Regions from separate parts of the Salmo salar genome. Here region 2 is linked to region 1. The links are chromatin contacts, called in public Hi-C maps. All regions are on one chromosome and are shown on one strand. Each heading gives the region's core, a stretch centred on a gene start, on an enhancer-like site or on the middle of the called end of the contact. The rest is flanking DNA. Distances are from core to core; before and after follow the strand shown. Region 1 holds the start of lzic (leucine zipper and CTNNBIP1 domain containing). Region 2 holds the start of LOC106572042 (rho-related GTP-binding protein RhoA-C).

Region 1 (7,643 bases), core at 3,060-5,559:
ATCTTATTCTCTCCAAATTTCTCACACTCATTTTGTCACAGTCCATTGTCAATTTAACATTCTGAACATCTCATCTCCCTTTTAAACATTTTATTTATTTATTGAAAAGTACAAATCAAACATACTACTGAACAGCCACCATTCCAAGGGACCAGAGTTTACAACTGTTTGTGCCAGTCAGTTGAGCTTGGGCCTCAAGTCAAGTTCTGTGATACTTTTGATCAGCCCCTTGGACATTTTCCTTTCCATTGAATTGAATGAATGTCGCTGTCCATCCAGCAGACATATAGGAGCTTTGGGATTCAACGGGTGTTTACGTTGCATGAATCACTTCTAATGAAAACAACAATTTTCTGTATATTACATGTGGAACTGTGAGATTTGAGTGGGAGAGGGGACATGTATACTACTGATTCTCAGATTGTCTGTTTTCACAAGTCCACACCACTCAAACATTTTTGGTTTATTTTTTATCTTTGCTCAAAAATGGAAGGTGACAATGTTTTCAGAACTGTTGAATGCTTCCTTTTGTGCTTGTTGGGGCTGCTCTCACTTTTCTACCAATTGAAAGGCAAATTGTAGTGAAGTTGATGCTTGCTCGTGGACAAAATAAAGGATGAGAGAGTACAAATGTGTCTGGATTATGTTCTGTTCTGAGTTCACACTTTTAATTAAGACTGGTGTCATTCTCTGTACTTGAGGTCTGCTGTATCTGCCCTTGCCTTTTTCCTAAGTGTGCACTTGCACACCTCCCCATGGTGGAAACATTCTCTAGCCAATGATTACACCAATACAATGGTTCTACATAAGAGGAAGTGTGCAAGTACACATGGAAAAGGATGCAGCCTGGCTCATTTTGAACTCTGTGAAACCACGACTGGCGCTTCAGCCATGTGGAATAATGAGTAAGATTCTACATGCAAAAGTGATTACTTTTGATTAAAATGCTTTATCTGCCTTCCCAATTATACCTTTTTTTTAAAATTCTAACTTACATTTTATGGAAAAGAAAGATACACCATGCTGCATTCTTGACAATATGACCGAACGGTGCAGATTACCGGTCCATTCGAGCAGGGCATGCCTGCCCCACCGGCTTCCCTAGTTCAAATCCACTCAGTGATAAGACTGTCAGGGGAGTCAGAGCACTGGTGTTACTTAGAAATAGGAATGTTTGATCATGGTGCCCCCTGGTGCTGAAAGAACAGAACTAGTGTATAGAATAATGGAAATGTGTTTTAGCCACAAAACACTATATTTAATGAGACAGAAGATTGAGAAATGTAAGTTTATATTAGGAATACAAAAGTCATAGAGAAACTTATACCACTTATGATTACATTTTTAGAAAGTATTTTGTAGTCAGACATCAAACATACTACACTACACATCCAAAATTATGCATATACACTGTAAACTGACTTTAGATTGACATTTCCGCACTCCTATCAATTAAGAATCAGAGCTGGTTCAAGTTGGTGTGTTATGCAATTACATTTAAGCCCAGCGTTGCATATTTAACACTGCAATGGTTCATTTATTTATTTTGACATGAACAGTTATGCAGGAAAAATAATTAAATCCAGGAGCTAAAACAAAATGATTTAGCCATGAAGACAATCAGTATGAAAACTGAATTTAAAGCCTTCAAAATGTCTGAGCCACACTTAACAAAAATGATGACCGATGGACTGTTTGAATTCTAAATAGACTACTCAATACTCAAATACTCTAGTACCAAATGCATACCAAGTTTTACAATCATCTGAAAATGAAAAAAAAAAAATGTACAAAAGTTTAACTTTACTCTTTAAAAGCAGGTACGGTCTGAGTGCATGATTGATTACTTTATCAATATTATGGCACGGTTATTGGGTGGAAACACTTGATGTTAAAACACAATCGTAGACATTGGACAACGCCTGATTACTCTCTATACCTTGGTTTTCTCCACACCAGAACTAGCTAAAGCCATTATCTTGTCTTCTGATCCTGAAACGAGTGAGATGCTGGTTAAGTACAGTAGTTTGTTGAGGTTGGATCTCATGCTATAGTAACACGTAAAAGAAATAACAAGTGCAGTAGAGTTAAAGCTCACCGAGGTCTGCAGTGATTTTTTCAAATTGGCTGAGAGTTGCGGTCACATTTTCAGCCAGAAAAGTCTCATCTTCGACTGTAAGCTGCAGGAAGAACAAAGAGAAATGAACATTAATCCACACCATAGTCATAAGACACCTGTTATAGTATTTCACTAAATGAAATGACAGTTAATGACTGTCATAAACACCATACAATTTATTGAACTCCAGATGGTTACATTTTGTAATAGTTTTTCATGACATGTTATACCAATTACCATTCCATCATAGCAGATTATCAAAATATTCAATGCCGCTTTCTCTTACAGTATTCATCACAAGTTCAAGCTGCATGAAGAAGGGATCACAGTACACTGGTACAACGGGCCTTTTACCTTCTCGCCCAGTTTTCTCAAGGCAGTGAGGATCTCCAACTTCTGCTGAGTGTACACATCCCTCAAAAGTTTTCCCACCATGACATCACGGTCCATCTACAGAGAATTTCACGCCATTAGGCTAAACTTTCAGGGGCGGTTTCCCAGTCACAGATTCATTTTAGTCCTGGATTAAAAAGCTATTTCAATAGAGATTTTCCATTGACCATGCTTTTGAGTCCACGACTAGGCTTAATATGTGTCAGGAAATCCAGCCCTCAAAGCATTCCATGAACTGAATAGGTTTTAGAATGTAAAGCTTACTTTTGATATTAAATGTATCAAATAATGTACAAACAATAATTTACATAAAATACATGGATGAACAGTGCTTCAGACCAACCTCTGCTAATCTGGTTCTCAACTGCCCTGGCTGCTTCTTGGCAAACATTCGGATCACCTCGGGGGTCTTGAAAGCTTGGCTGATGGCAGCCTGGATTGCCTAATGAAGAAAAAGACAGTTCTCCCATGTCATGCATCATGACAACATTATGGTTTGTCATTACCCGTTATAATATTATGTCACTCTTATGATATGACAGTGTATGGCCCATAGAGATACATTAGATCAGGGTTGTCAAACTCATTCCCTGTAGGGCAGTGTCTGCGGGTTTTCGCTCCTTCCTTGTACTTGATTGATAATTGATTATTTAGGAACTGCCATCACCTAGTTGTCTAGGTCTTAATTGGACAAACTATTAAAGGAATTAACAAAAAACAGCTGACACTCAAACCTCCAATGGAATGAGTTTGATACCCTTGAAGTATATTATTTCTATTCATAGTATTCTATTTAATTCTAAGACCTGGTCATCCAAAGTCCCTACCAGTTGCATTCCTCCAAGCTCATCCACCAGTGTCATGTTGCCTGTCACCATCTTCTTCAGAGACTCATTGAACTCATTCAACTGCTCCAGGGTTTCCTTCTTGGTCTCCTCGTACTCCTCCTCTTCTAGGTCGTCTCTAGAATAAACAGAGAGCCCCGGTAATGGAGGAACAATATCTATGGCTGTACAGAGATGTGCTCTAAATTGCATTAATACTACATGTATCACTTTGTGGAATCCTAGAAATAAAATGAATATAATGACTCATTCTAGTTCTGTGAGTGGAACATCCACTCTAGAGAGATGTGGTCTAAGTTCCATGCTACATTCCTCAGTGGAATCTTATAAATATAATACACTGAATTAATTATTCTAGTTCTGTGTGTGGAACATCCTGACAACCCACATTATGTTCACAGTTAGGAGTGACTGATGATGAGAGTACCTGCACTCTTCCAAATCTTGGAGCTGTTGCATCAATCTGTCCAGTTGCTCCTCCATGTTTTGTTTTAGTTTCCCAGTTTCTGATTTGCCACGAGAAGCCATGCTTCCACCCTGCAAATATCATATTTAGTGAGAAAATAGTTCACTTTCATGTATCACTTGTGGATTATGTACCTAGTTACAAACACAATGGAGCGGTCTATCCTTTGACAAGAACAATAACATTCGCTATTAGCTAGCTACTGTAGTTAGCTACCTTGTTCCCACTGGCCGCCAGATTCATCTGACTGGGACAGTTTTTTTGTGTGTAGTAGTGTAGCCTGTGGCTATAGTTGTCTAGCTGCTGGCTTGAAAAAATTAAATAAGTAATCCTCACCTGATCGTTACAACAATATAACTCGTCTCAACACAATCAACTTAGGGAAGAGGTAAACATATATTTGAATACTTCTCCATGAAATGTGTTACAAAATACTGTCAAAAAACATTTGGGAGTGTGGGAGTTGTGAACGTAGCTCTTGTTCGTGGTCATGGATAGAAGGGATCCAGCGTTTGTCCGAATTTACTTTTCGTAGCCGGTTTAAGAGAAATTACGTAGCCGGTTAAATGTCTAAGGTTGGTTAAAGTTAGAAAATGGTTAGGATTAGCTAAAATGCAACAACAACAAAAAATGTTTTACGTACATTTGACAAAAGCTGAATCCCATCTAGACTTGACTCTTATTCCGTGGGTGCGGCCTTTTCCTTTCCGGTTGTTTTTTGTCCAATCATATGTCTCTATTTTAATCCTCTCCAATCAATGACCGAATTGTAATACAGGAAGTACATTACATTTTAAAGAGTCATTTTAGTGTTAGGTTCCTTGTATCTTGGGAAATTCAAGCGAATGTTTTCAGGGATCTGGGAAGATTGAGGGATTGACACGTTTGCTGTGTAAGGAGGCGACTAGAAACGAATGAGACCGATTGTTTGATCACAAGTGAGAGTTGTTTGATATCGTTGAGTCTTGTTTCGTTATTGCAGAAATGTTCATAGGAAATGGCGGCGAGTAGTGCAGATGAAATGGAGGAGATTGAGGGAAAGTTGGTGAAGCAGCAGCTGTGTTGGAATGCGAACAATATGGGTGTCAGTTCTGATGGTATGGAGTAGGAGGATGAGGGTCAATGGCCGGAATGGTCGGTAGTGAAAAGACATAGGAAGAAGGGAGATCATGATACAGAAAGTAGTGGATCGTCTTGTAAAGAAAGCATAAAGAGGGCCAAGGTGTAGGATGCAAGAGTAGTGATGTGTTGGAGTGGAAAGTGGTGATTGTGTTTGATGAGACCACATGGTCTCACTTACACCCTATCTAACTAACTAATGCCGGAGAGAAAGAGGTAAGCGAAGTGAAATTAGCTCGCTTCATTGGAAATGGTAGATTGTTAATATTGTGTGGGAACAAAGGGAAGATATTGAAAATAGAAACATTGAATGGGATGAAGATTAAAAGCCATGTACCTGGTGCTTATGCTAGTTTAAGGGTAGTCCTCACTGGGGTCTCAATATATCTATGTTCACAGATGATATTAAAGTCAAATGTTGATTTGATTTGATGATATTCAAGGAAATGTGAAGGGAGGCAAAGGGATGAGGCCAAAAGTTTGATCAGTAGGAAAGAGGATCAAAGAAGTGAAAGGTTCAGTGATACTGAGGTTTGAGAAAGTCTTGTCGTGAAAAGTACAGATCGGATTCCTTAGTTTCAATGTTAGATCATTTGTCCCATGCAGTGCGGTGTTTTAAATGCCAAAGAATGGGACGTAGCTGCTCAGTGTAAAGGAAAGAAAAGATGTGTGAAGGCGCACATGATTACGGTGAATGTGGAAGCAGTGTGAAGGATAAGTGCTGTAATTGTGGGGGAGAACACAGTGCAGCATTTGGTGGATGCAAGGTACAGAGAGTGGCTCAGAGATACAGGATCAGTCATGATGTATCGTATGCAGAGACCATAAAACAGATTGGTAGAACTACAGTGCGGACTGATGGAGCATACATGGGTGGACCTGTAGTGGGTCTACTGTCGGGGCTGGTGCTTCTGATGGTCCTGGCATGATTTCGAGGCCTGTTCAGAAATCTTGTGCTCATGAATGTGCAGTGTCAAAGGACACTTTGATAATGAATTATATTGATAAGATTATCAGTACAACTTGGGTTGTGGAAAGCAGAAATGACAGGTTGAAGGTTATTGTGGAGATGGCAAAATAGATATTGGGGGTAACAGATGTTACTGTTGAAATGGTTGTTGACATGCTGAACAATGCTAAGGGTGGAGTGTTTCAGCATGATATAGATAACGTTTAATGGGGAGTGGGTTTTGGGGAGGTTGTCGTAGAAGTTAGGGATTTATTTGGTTTAGAATTTATTTTCATGGTAGTACAGAACTGGGCAGATCATGATTGATCGTACATTCCAGCACAGTAGGTGGCGGCATGCACTTAAACTATTGTTTGCGGACCACCATGATATAGAAGAAAAATGTTTTCAGGGTTGTTTTATTGTCTATTGCCATGGCTTGTTAGTCAAAATAGGCTATTTTAGCTAGATGATCAAAATAGCCTTAAATTTCCATGGAGTATTGAAGACTTCCCGTTAAACCCCACCGAAGAAGAAGGAAGGGGCTGAGGTTAGGTTTAGGTCTAAGGTATGGACGTCCAAAGGATACTGGATAGCACTTACCACTTTTTTTTGAGTCAAGCTCCAGAGTGGTGCAGCAGTGCTAGAGGCGTCACTACCTACCCTGGTTCAATTCCAGGCTGTATCACAACCGGCTGTGATTGGGAGTCGCATAGGGCGGCGCACAATTGGCCCAGCATCGTTAGGGTTTGGCAGGGGTAGGCCGTCATTGTAAATAAGAATTTGTTCTAAAGGTGAAATAAATAAAAAATAAGTCGAAGTCTAAGCCCCTTCTTCGGTGATTGGTCAGCAGTAGTCATTCTTCAATTAAGTGTTTGTTGTCGTTCAACGACAAGACTAGTTTTTGTGCACATTTTGTCACTTGAGGAATACTGCACTAAAAGTCTTAGTTAACTGTAAAATTGCGCGACTAAGACCTCTAAGTAAAAATAAATGACATATTTCTTGTTTTATCTTAGATTGAGTCTGACACATTTTGAAGAAGTGTTACTGTATGTTGTTGCGTACAGTGTCTCTAGAGGGACAAATTAAAAAAAAATCCCCTTGTTTTTCAAGCTAGTGTCTTTTTAAGGGAGTAAATGGCACAGACGTTTACTTCTGGCTCGGAGCAAACCGAACCTGTTATGCGGAAGCTTTGAGACCCGTCGTTGCAACCTGGTCTCAGAGCATTTCGAGACACTCCATTTAGTATGACACATTACGTTTCGTTTGGTATGTATTCGTTTGTGGATGTCCATCACCCAATTACAATTCGTATTATATTTAACAACATTTGCAAAAACGTACAATGTGTTATGAATTTGCAAAACGTACAATATGTTGCGAATTGCAAAATGTATGTTACGAATTCTAGCTAGATGTCTAACGTTAGCTAGGCTAGGGGTTAAGTTTATGAGTTGTGTGTAAAGGGTTAGCTAACATGCTAAATAGTTGTAAAGTAGTTAAAAAGTTATTGTTGCAATCTGTTCTTGGAGCATTTCTTATTATTCTGCATGTCATTTCGAGAAACTCCATTTAGTATGTTAAGGCATCAACGAAAGTAGGGTGGTTTGTCGTGGTGGCTGGATGAGGGTAATATAGCGAATGAGTTTGAACCTCAATACGGACAATCTGAGCTAATTTGCCAACACTGGGGCATTCCAAGGTTAACGTTAGATGGTGCATTTCTTAAAGCTCTTTGAGTTGCACACT
Region 2 (7,643 bases), core at 2,914-5,413, 250 kb before region 1:
CTAAACGGCACATGTGGAGGATGCAAACAAGGTAATGTGGATGGAGAAGGAAATGCATTGCATACTCAATGCATATGTGGTCAGTGTTCTGGAACTCTACGGCACTGACTGAGTTGGCCTAACGTTTTCATCAGCCCATATTTCCAATAGACATTTAACCTTGGTTGCATCCCAATTCTAACTACGTGTGGCCTCTTGCACACCTCCCAACACATAAAAGCATTGGATTGTAGTAAGCCACCTTTTAAATCCACGAAGGCTATTGAATAAGTGCACACTTAGGGCAGAAAATTGGAACGCTGCCCTCATTTTGTCTCCAAGTACGTCTGAGCCATTTTGTCAATTGCCCACTCCGTCTACAATCCATATTACTGTGTAAACCACTTCATGTGTCGGACTGGACTGCGTTTTATCCAGCGGCCTTTGAATGTGACCCAAACCATGGTTCAATGGGATCACTACGGTGCATGTTTAGTGCACAACAAGTGCAGAAAGTGTTCCTACCATAGTTTCCATTGTGAAAACGTGGCGCTGGGCATTTGACCGGCAGCATTTTAAATTTACGTGACCCATGTGCATTGGATGCGTAACTTGATTAGGGCGTCCACCGATGGTGCTCAGAATGACAAATCACATTTCAATTAATTAATCTTAAACAGAACATGCAAGTCGAGCGTGTCTTTACCACGCACTTTGAAGACGTTAGAACAACTCCACATGTATTTTAGCTAAACCAACATGACGAGTAACGAACAGCCTACTATTCGTAATGTGAGTAGATTAGATCGAGTTAATTTGTCTAAATTCTGACTATCACTGTTTGCAATAAATACTGTTCAATACATGGATGAGCGCGTAGAAGGCCTGGGCTATAGACTCATACGTTTCTTATTTCTTTACAAGGGAAAAACACATTTCATGCAATTCTACTACACTATACGTCTGGAGACATTATCAAATGTTTTTTATACGACAAATTACAGGGTAGCCTACTCTTAACACTGACACACAAAGAAAAATGACGTTGTCAATATAATAGGCCTACGAGAAGGGGAAACAAATAGAATGACGTCCATCTAAACTGGAGCAAATGATTGTCCAAAACAAACAAGTGGCACTGACCCAACAATGATAGTGAATATACGCAGTGCGCACTCACCGGGGATATGGCCGATGCTCTCAGCTGGTGTCAATAAGATAGGCTCTAGGCCTACTGTTTGCTCAATTAAGTTGAGAATGTTGATAACTAATAGACCGTTTGGAGTCATTTCATTGTCTTCTCTTTACAGCAATAGCCATTTGTTTTCCCGTGATTTAATTTTTAAATATTGCAATATGATTGGTTGGGCCTCTACTTTTCACTGACAATCACAACTCAGCTATCTGGTACTTGCTGCCTTTCCTTCCCACTGTAGGCCAAGCCATTTAAAAAAAAAAACGTTTTAAGGCTAGGGATAGCTAATGATCTACTGTAGCCAAATAATGCTTTAGTAGGCTATTTTGAATGGTTTTATTTATTTCTGTGTAGACAGGAGTATGCTAATTAGCCTGTCATTTTGGCAATGTAATTCAATTTGCTAGCCTTATGGACGCGCCGCCTGTGAGCCCATGTCATTCTACTACCCCCCATAGTAGAAAAGTTTACCTATTATATTGGTCAGCTTGTTGAGAAAGAAATAGCCCAAACAGACTCTGGGACAGTTGTGGTACGGTAGATCCCAAATTCATACAAATTAGTAGGCCTAGGCAACATAAACGTTAAAAAGCAATGAATCTGATGCAACAGATCAGAAAGTTTAGCTTAAAGTGTTGATAAACTATTTCTTAACATTATTAGCACAGGAATGCGCACAAGGCAATAGGCTACATGCAAATGTGCATTTGGTTACCGGAAGAAAAAAAAAATATATATATAACACGAGAAAATAGGCTTTGTTTCAATGGCTTATGGAAGTCAATTAAATAATATCTTCCACGGATATGGTCGAATTTTGCCTAGGCTACTTTGAAGGAATGTATTGAACTATGCCTCGTATGAAGTAAAACGTTCAGGGTTCAAACAATTAAGTAGCTATGTTTTCAAAATGCATACTGCCTCATACTCATGGCAAAGTGTTGTGATGCGGTGATGAAGCCTGGCATGTTGCCTAGCTTTTGAATGGCGAATGGGTAGCGCGCTTCAATTGCCAGTTGAGAAATATACGATTGCGTTTAGAATTGTTGCGCAATATTGGGGTTATAAAAGCGCTGTATGACAGATTTTCCACTCATAGGCTCTGTATCTATGTTGTGCACGTGTGATAAATAAGATAAACGAATACACACGCGCGCCAATTTAGTACCACTAAATTATGCAAATTACCCATAGAAGATAAGCATGACCGGTCAAATGTATTTACATCAACGAATAGGCTAAAAGTCTATTTCGCAATGGGATTTTTTCCCCGGGCAATTTACCGGTGCCAATTTTATTTATCGGCTTGATATTACCTTCTAATTGAAACCCTGGTTCCCACCTGTTAAACAACTGAATTTGGGGCTAAGCCTCCTAAATGTATCAAAGGACCTATGAAAGCCAGCCACCAACTTCAGCTCCAGTGACAACAGAATCTGAAACATTACCATTGAACCAGTTTCCCACACACAGATTCGCCATTGCACAGTGCTTTTCAGTCCAGGACTAGGGTTAATCTGAGTCCAGGAAAACAGTCCATAGTGCTCAAGGCCTGTAACCCCATTGATTTATAGTAACCAAGCTTTATTTCTCTAAGCCTACTGCATTTCAGGAAAATACATACATGGAAGTGTTTAATACATTCACATGGAATGATCCCTCATACCAAGAAAGTCACTATCATCACTAAGGGCAGATACCTGTAGAAGACCCTTTGATTGCCATCCAGCTAGCCACCACATGGACGCATGTCCTCAACACCTGCACCCGAGCTCTCACAAACACCCTTCTCAGTAGGGTTTTCAGGGGTTAGCTTCGCACACGCTGTGTATTAACGGTTTTTGAAACATGCTGATATGCCCCTCTTTCATATCTGGGGAAAAAAATCTTTCAAATAAAAAATACAAAGCAGTTTTACACAAACCTATATGCGGTGTGTGCCTCCAGTTGACGAACTACACTTCCTATCCAGTTACACTTACAGGTGTTCAGAGTAAGCTAGATAGCACAGGTATAGCTTCCAAAATCTGTACCGCAAGCGATGCCTTAACGATGAGCGTTGGGATCTTAAAATTCCCCACAGGCCTGGCAGAAGATACTATCGTCAATAGGTGCTAAAGGTAGTTCGTCTATGAGTGGATTAGCCGCACCCAAGTTATATTAGCTAGCTAGCTAATTTCCCCCTCTTCACGTAAACTCAGTGCTAGATAACTACTGTAGCTAGTTGGACAAACAAATACTTAGCTACAATGATTGTCTCATTTAAAAACGCCCAGTATTGCAAGTGCGGGTCGGTGGACGGCGGTTATTTACATTGTCACTTGTCATGTCAGTGGTATCTAGCGAGTTAGCTAGGATAGCTTGTTAACCAAGTTAGTTAGCTAGAGATCTTGTCGACTATACAGGGCGAAGAGTAGCTAGTTCTCAGACCAGGGATGTGTTACTAACTTCCTAATGGTGATGATGGCACTCGAAACCTGATTCTGGTGACCTGCTATCTAGCATTGGCCTGTCTAGCTCTGACTGGTGGAGCTGAAACGAGGAGTCTTTTCACTTCAATTGTTCGTTCGTTTCCGGCATCAACGCCGCTAGCTAATTTGTCACTCTGGCCTAATGTTACCTTGGCTACAGAAAACACGTTTTAAAGCCTCATCCAAACATTTAGTTTATAAATGGTCCCTTTGCATGGTGATCAATAACAAAGATGTTAAAATAGGTTACATTTAGCTACTAGTTTTATTACCGTTTTCGTTACAGATGTCCTCGCCTTTTTCTTTTCCTGTCCGACCCTTCAACCCCGCCCCCGACAGTGTGCCACGCCGATAACATCCGCCTATGCCCATGATCTCGCACCAATAGGACGCCTCAAATTAATGAGTGACAGATTTTTAAGTCAACAAATAGATACAAATAGATACATGTATACCTCTTCAGGGAAAATACGGAAGTCAAGAGTGGATATTGTTCGGTCCATGCTATTCGGGGTCCTTGGGACGTCCATAACCCAATATAGACCAGAACCTGTCGTTCCAATGGGAGAAAATTAATCATAGTGAAAAGAACAAGCAAGGTGGGCAGAGCCAAGCACAAGCTAGTGAGATCCTATTGGGGCATTCTACCATTTATTTGCATATTTCCGTTAGCGTTAGCACAGAGTAGGCGTTCCCTAACTCAAGTTGCCCTTGCACTCCTTCAAAACACACTTTTGTGAAACTTTGGCAAAGGGTTAGGTCTACAAAACGCAGTCCACTCAGTTACAAATTCTAGTTTTGGAAACACAAAACTGTGTGGAGATCAAATGTTTAATAGATGAGAAAATTAGCAGAATGTCGGCCATTGGGCTGCCTCTCAACACCATATTTGGTAGTAAGTGGAAACGCCAAACGGAAGCTTCTCATTTATAGATCCGGGGAAATATCTGGCTCATTGTTCTATTTTTTTGTGTAAAATGTTAAGGGCAGGGTTTAGGGTACAAGTAGGGTGAGTCAACATGTTCTTTACTTGCACGAACGTACACAGAGAGAGAGAGAGAAATCAGAACCATAGACAGCCACATCATATTGAGGCTTACTTTGATTGGACTGAATTGTTTTTGGTATCTGTCAGTTGTCACTGTATTAGACTAAGCATAGGTGTTGAACTGGTGCTGTAATAGTGGAGGCAGCTCCTGTTTTCTTTGCGACTTGTGCTTGCTCTCCATGGTTCTAAATCAATAGTTGTTTATTAGCCTGAAAATGTTGGAAACATTAACTTGCTTGAACATGCTGTAAGTCATGTAACTGTTTGTTACATGCAATATGCTTTGTTCACTTCACCGGACAGAGGTTACTTTCCGGTTTTGTGATGAAACAAAAAGGTTTGGTTTAATTTATTTCACCACTGTCTTATTGTCTCGGCTTTAGGCATCACGGTCGCAAGGCATATGAACTAACAGGTTATAGAGCAAACCATGCAATTTAGCTAACCCTTCAACCTAACTCGTAAACATAACCTTAACCCAGCTAACGTTAGCAAGCTAGCTAACGTTAGCCACCTAGATAGAGTCTGTAACATATATGTTTTGCAAATAAATCATATTGTACATTGACATAAAAACATACTGTTTACTGTTGTTTTTCGCAGTCTGCACAGGCTCAGTTGCGCATATCATGGGTGTTGTGCAGCCTATGGTGTTGTGTGATAACGTTTTCATCCTGATTGTCAAACAAATCACTTTGATCCACCATAATAATTGCATAATTTATTTTGCTGATACTCCGTACCTTTAACCCCTAATCTAGCCAAGTTTCTGCTTATAATTTCGGACATTTTGTAGGTAATTTGTTTGTCAACTATAGTTATATATAGCTTCTCTTCTGTCATAACTTGTTGCCCTCGAAGACTAAAGTAGTGCTCACCAGAATGTCTTATGTCGATAGAATTCATTCATTAATGTAGTTAAGATCGTAAAATTGTCTTTCGTTTAGGGGCTGGGGAAAAAATGCAATAACTCAAACAGTGGAAAGATTGGTCCTGTGCAAAATGTCCAATGTCAGTTTAATTAGGGAAAAGAAAAGCTGAGAAAACGACAACATTTTTCTGATAAGACTTTAGTTAATCTTGGGCGCATATTTTATGTGGTTGAAATACTGTCTGCTTGCATAAGTGTCAAATATAACACATTACACGCGTCTTCAAGAAATAAATCATTTCTCCACTCCTTTTCCAGAGACAAATTAACATTTGTTGTATCATTTTACTGCAAGAAATGAATTCTGCAGAAGTTAATATTATAACACACTATATGTGAGAGGTTATAGGCTTGAGATCAACTAGATTCTGCCGCGGGCCAATTTCTTTTCTTCAGTGTATTGTCAGGGGGCCCGTAATGTAATTTAAAAATAATTTGTCGACTGCAAATTGACCGCAAGTACCCGAAACAGATACATTTGTATACGATCACATTTGTATACGATCACATACTGTATTATGCGTTGGAATACTTTGGAGCAGGTTAACAATATTAAAATTACTTGGAGATGATTTGCTGGTGTTTACAGTCTTATGTCCAACAATAAAATAAAAACATGGTCAAATATTTGTCAGAAAACTTGGGGGGTCAAATCGCGGGCCACCGGTTGGGGAACCATAAGACCTTAAGCGGGATATGACCTACTATCCGGAATACTGTGCGTATGTAAACATGGTCATTGAGAGAAGTGAAAAATCGAGACGTCCATTAGACCCGATGATGTGTTTCTCTGCATGACCTTATCTAGCCAACGTTGCCATGACATGGCCTGCAAGTGTGATCAGGGATTTCTATTGGATAAACAGTTTCTGCAATACTAAGTCAAGTATTTTTGGTGGGTCAAACCCAAGATTGTATACAGCTGTAAATCAATAATTAGCCTTGTTACATTGAGGGATTGTAATATAAACGTTATTGCTTGCTTATGCCAGAGAGGACAAGGCGACGCGAAATGTTTTACTCTGCCCAAAATCTGTTCACAAAAATAAACACAGTGAGACATTTTTGTAATTGATAATTTGCTACATGGGGCTCATTTGATCGAATAGAAGATTCATAATGGTTAGGTTGTTACAAATGCACTGATATAGGTGGACGCACATGACATTTCGGCAACTTTGAAAAAAACGTTAACATTGGAGTTGTTCCTGTTGTCATAGAGATATAGGACTCGTCATGGATATTTAAGTAATAAGGCCCGAGGGGGTGTGGTAAATGGCCAATATACCACGGCTAAGGGCTGTTCTTAAGCACGATGCAACGTGGAGTGCCTGCATACAGACCTTAGCCGTGTTTTATTAGCCATATACCACAAACTCAGAAGCGCCTTATTGCTATTATAAACTGGTTACCAAATTAGAGCAGTCAAAATAAATGTCTCATACACGTTGTATACTATCTGATATACCACAGCTGCCACCCAATCAGCATTCAGGGCTCGAACCACCCAGTTTATAAAACCCATTTTACCATGGACATTGAGGACTTCCACCATTTTAAAGTAGTCAAATGGGTGTGTATTCCTGAGTTGGGCGCAATCAGCCAATGAAGTAGAAAATGTATTACTTTAAAATGGAGATTGCCCATACTGTCAGACGCAGTAGCGATGTGTGGGTAAAATCACAGGGGAAGCCAAACGCGTATGTGTGTGTGTTTGTGCAAGTAGAAAAACATGTTGACTCACCCTACTTGTAGAGAAACGCCAATGCCATCCTCCTCTCGTTCAGGTTGATGAAACGGTCTATCACACTGTCATACAGTAAAAAAATGTGTTGTCTTAGGTTACCTGACTAAAATTCTTGCTCGCTAGCCTAACTTCCATTCATGGGCAACTTTAGCTAGTTAACATTAGCCTTCTACATCTAGCTACATATTGAACTTCAACCCTCAGGCCAGGGGCACAGCAATGTATGAATTAATGGTTGGATAATTATTATTATTATTTTTTTTAATCACTGT

What was found. A called contact is a pair of places that touch in the nucleus more often than the background predicts.
Region 2: a Hi-C map of gill shows a contact between it and region 1, with 4 times the contacts expected there. The contact joins the promoter of LOC106572042 here to the promoter of lzic in region 1. A contact is called at or near these places in 2 of 3 Hi-C or Micro-C datasets (gill and muscle).

Annotation. Positions count from the first base shown.
Region 1 is chrssa15:79,578,214-79,585,856 of Ssal_v3.1, reverse strand. It overlaps lzic (leucine zipper and CTNNBIP1 domain containing), which reads right to left and starts at 4,309. Exons shown (of 7, transcript NM_001141558.1): 1 at 4,160-4,309; 2 at 3,785-3,894; 3 at 3,340-3,475; 4 at 2,856-2,954; 5 at 2,474-2,569; 6 at 2,099-2,180; 7 at 1,242-1,992. The coding sequence starts at 3,885. The coding sequence ends at 1,934. It overlaps nmnat1 (nicotinamide nucleotide adenylyltransferase 1), which reads left to right and starts at 4,644. Exons shown (of 5, transcript NM_001139785.1): 1 at 4,644-4,761. It overlaps clstn1 (calsyntenin 1), which reads left to right. Exons shown (of 17, transcript XM_014145781.2): 17 at 1-627.
Region 2 is chrssa15:79,831,829-79,839,471 of Ssal_v3.1, reverse strand. LOC106572042 (rho-related GTP-binding protein RhoA-C) reads right to left here and starts at 4,163. Exons shown (of 5, transcript XM_014145763.2): 1 at 4,101-4,163. The coding sequence starts at 4,148.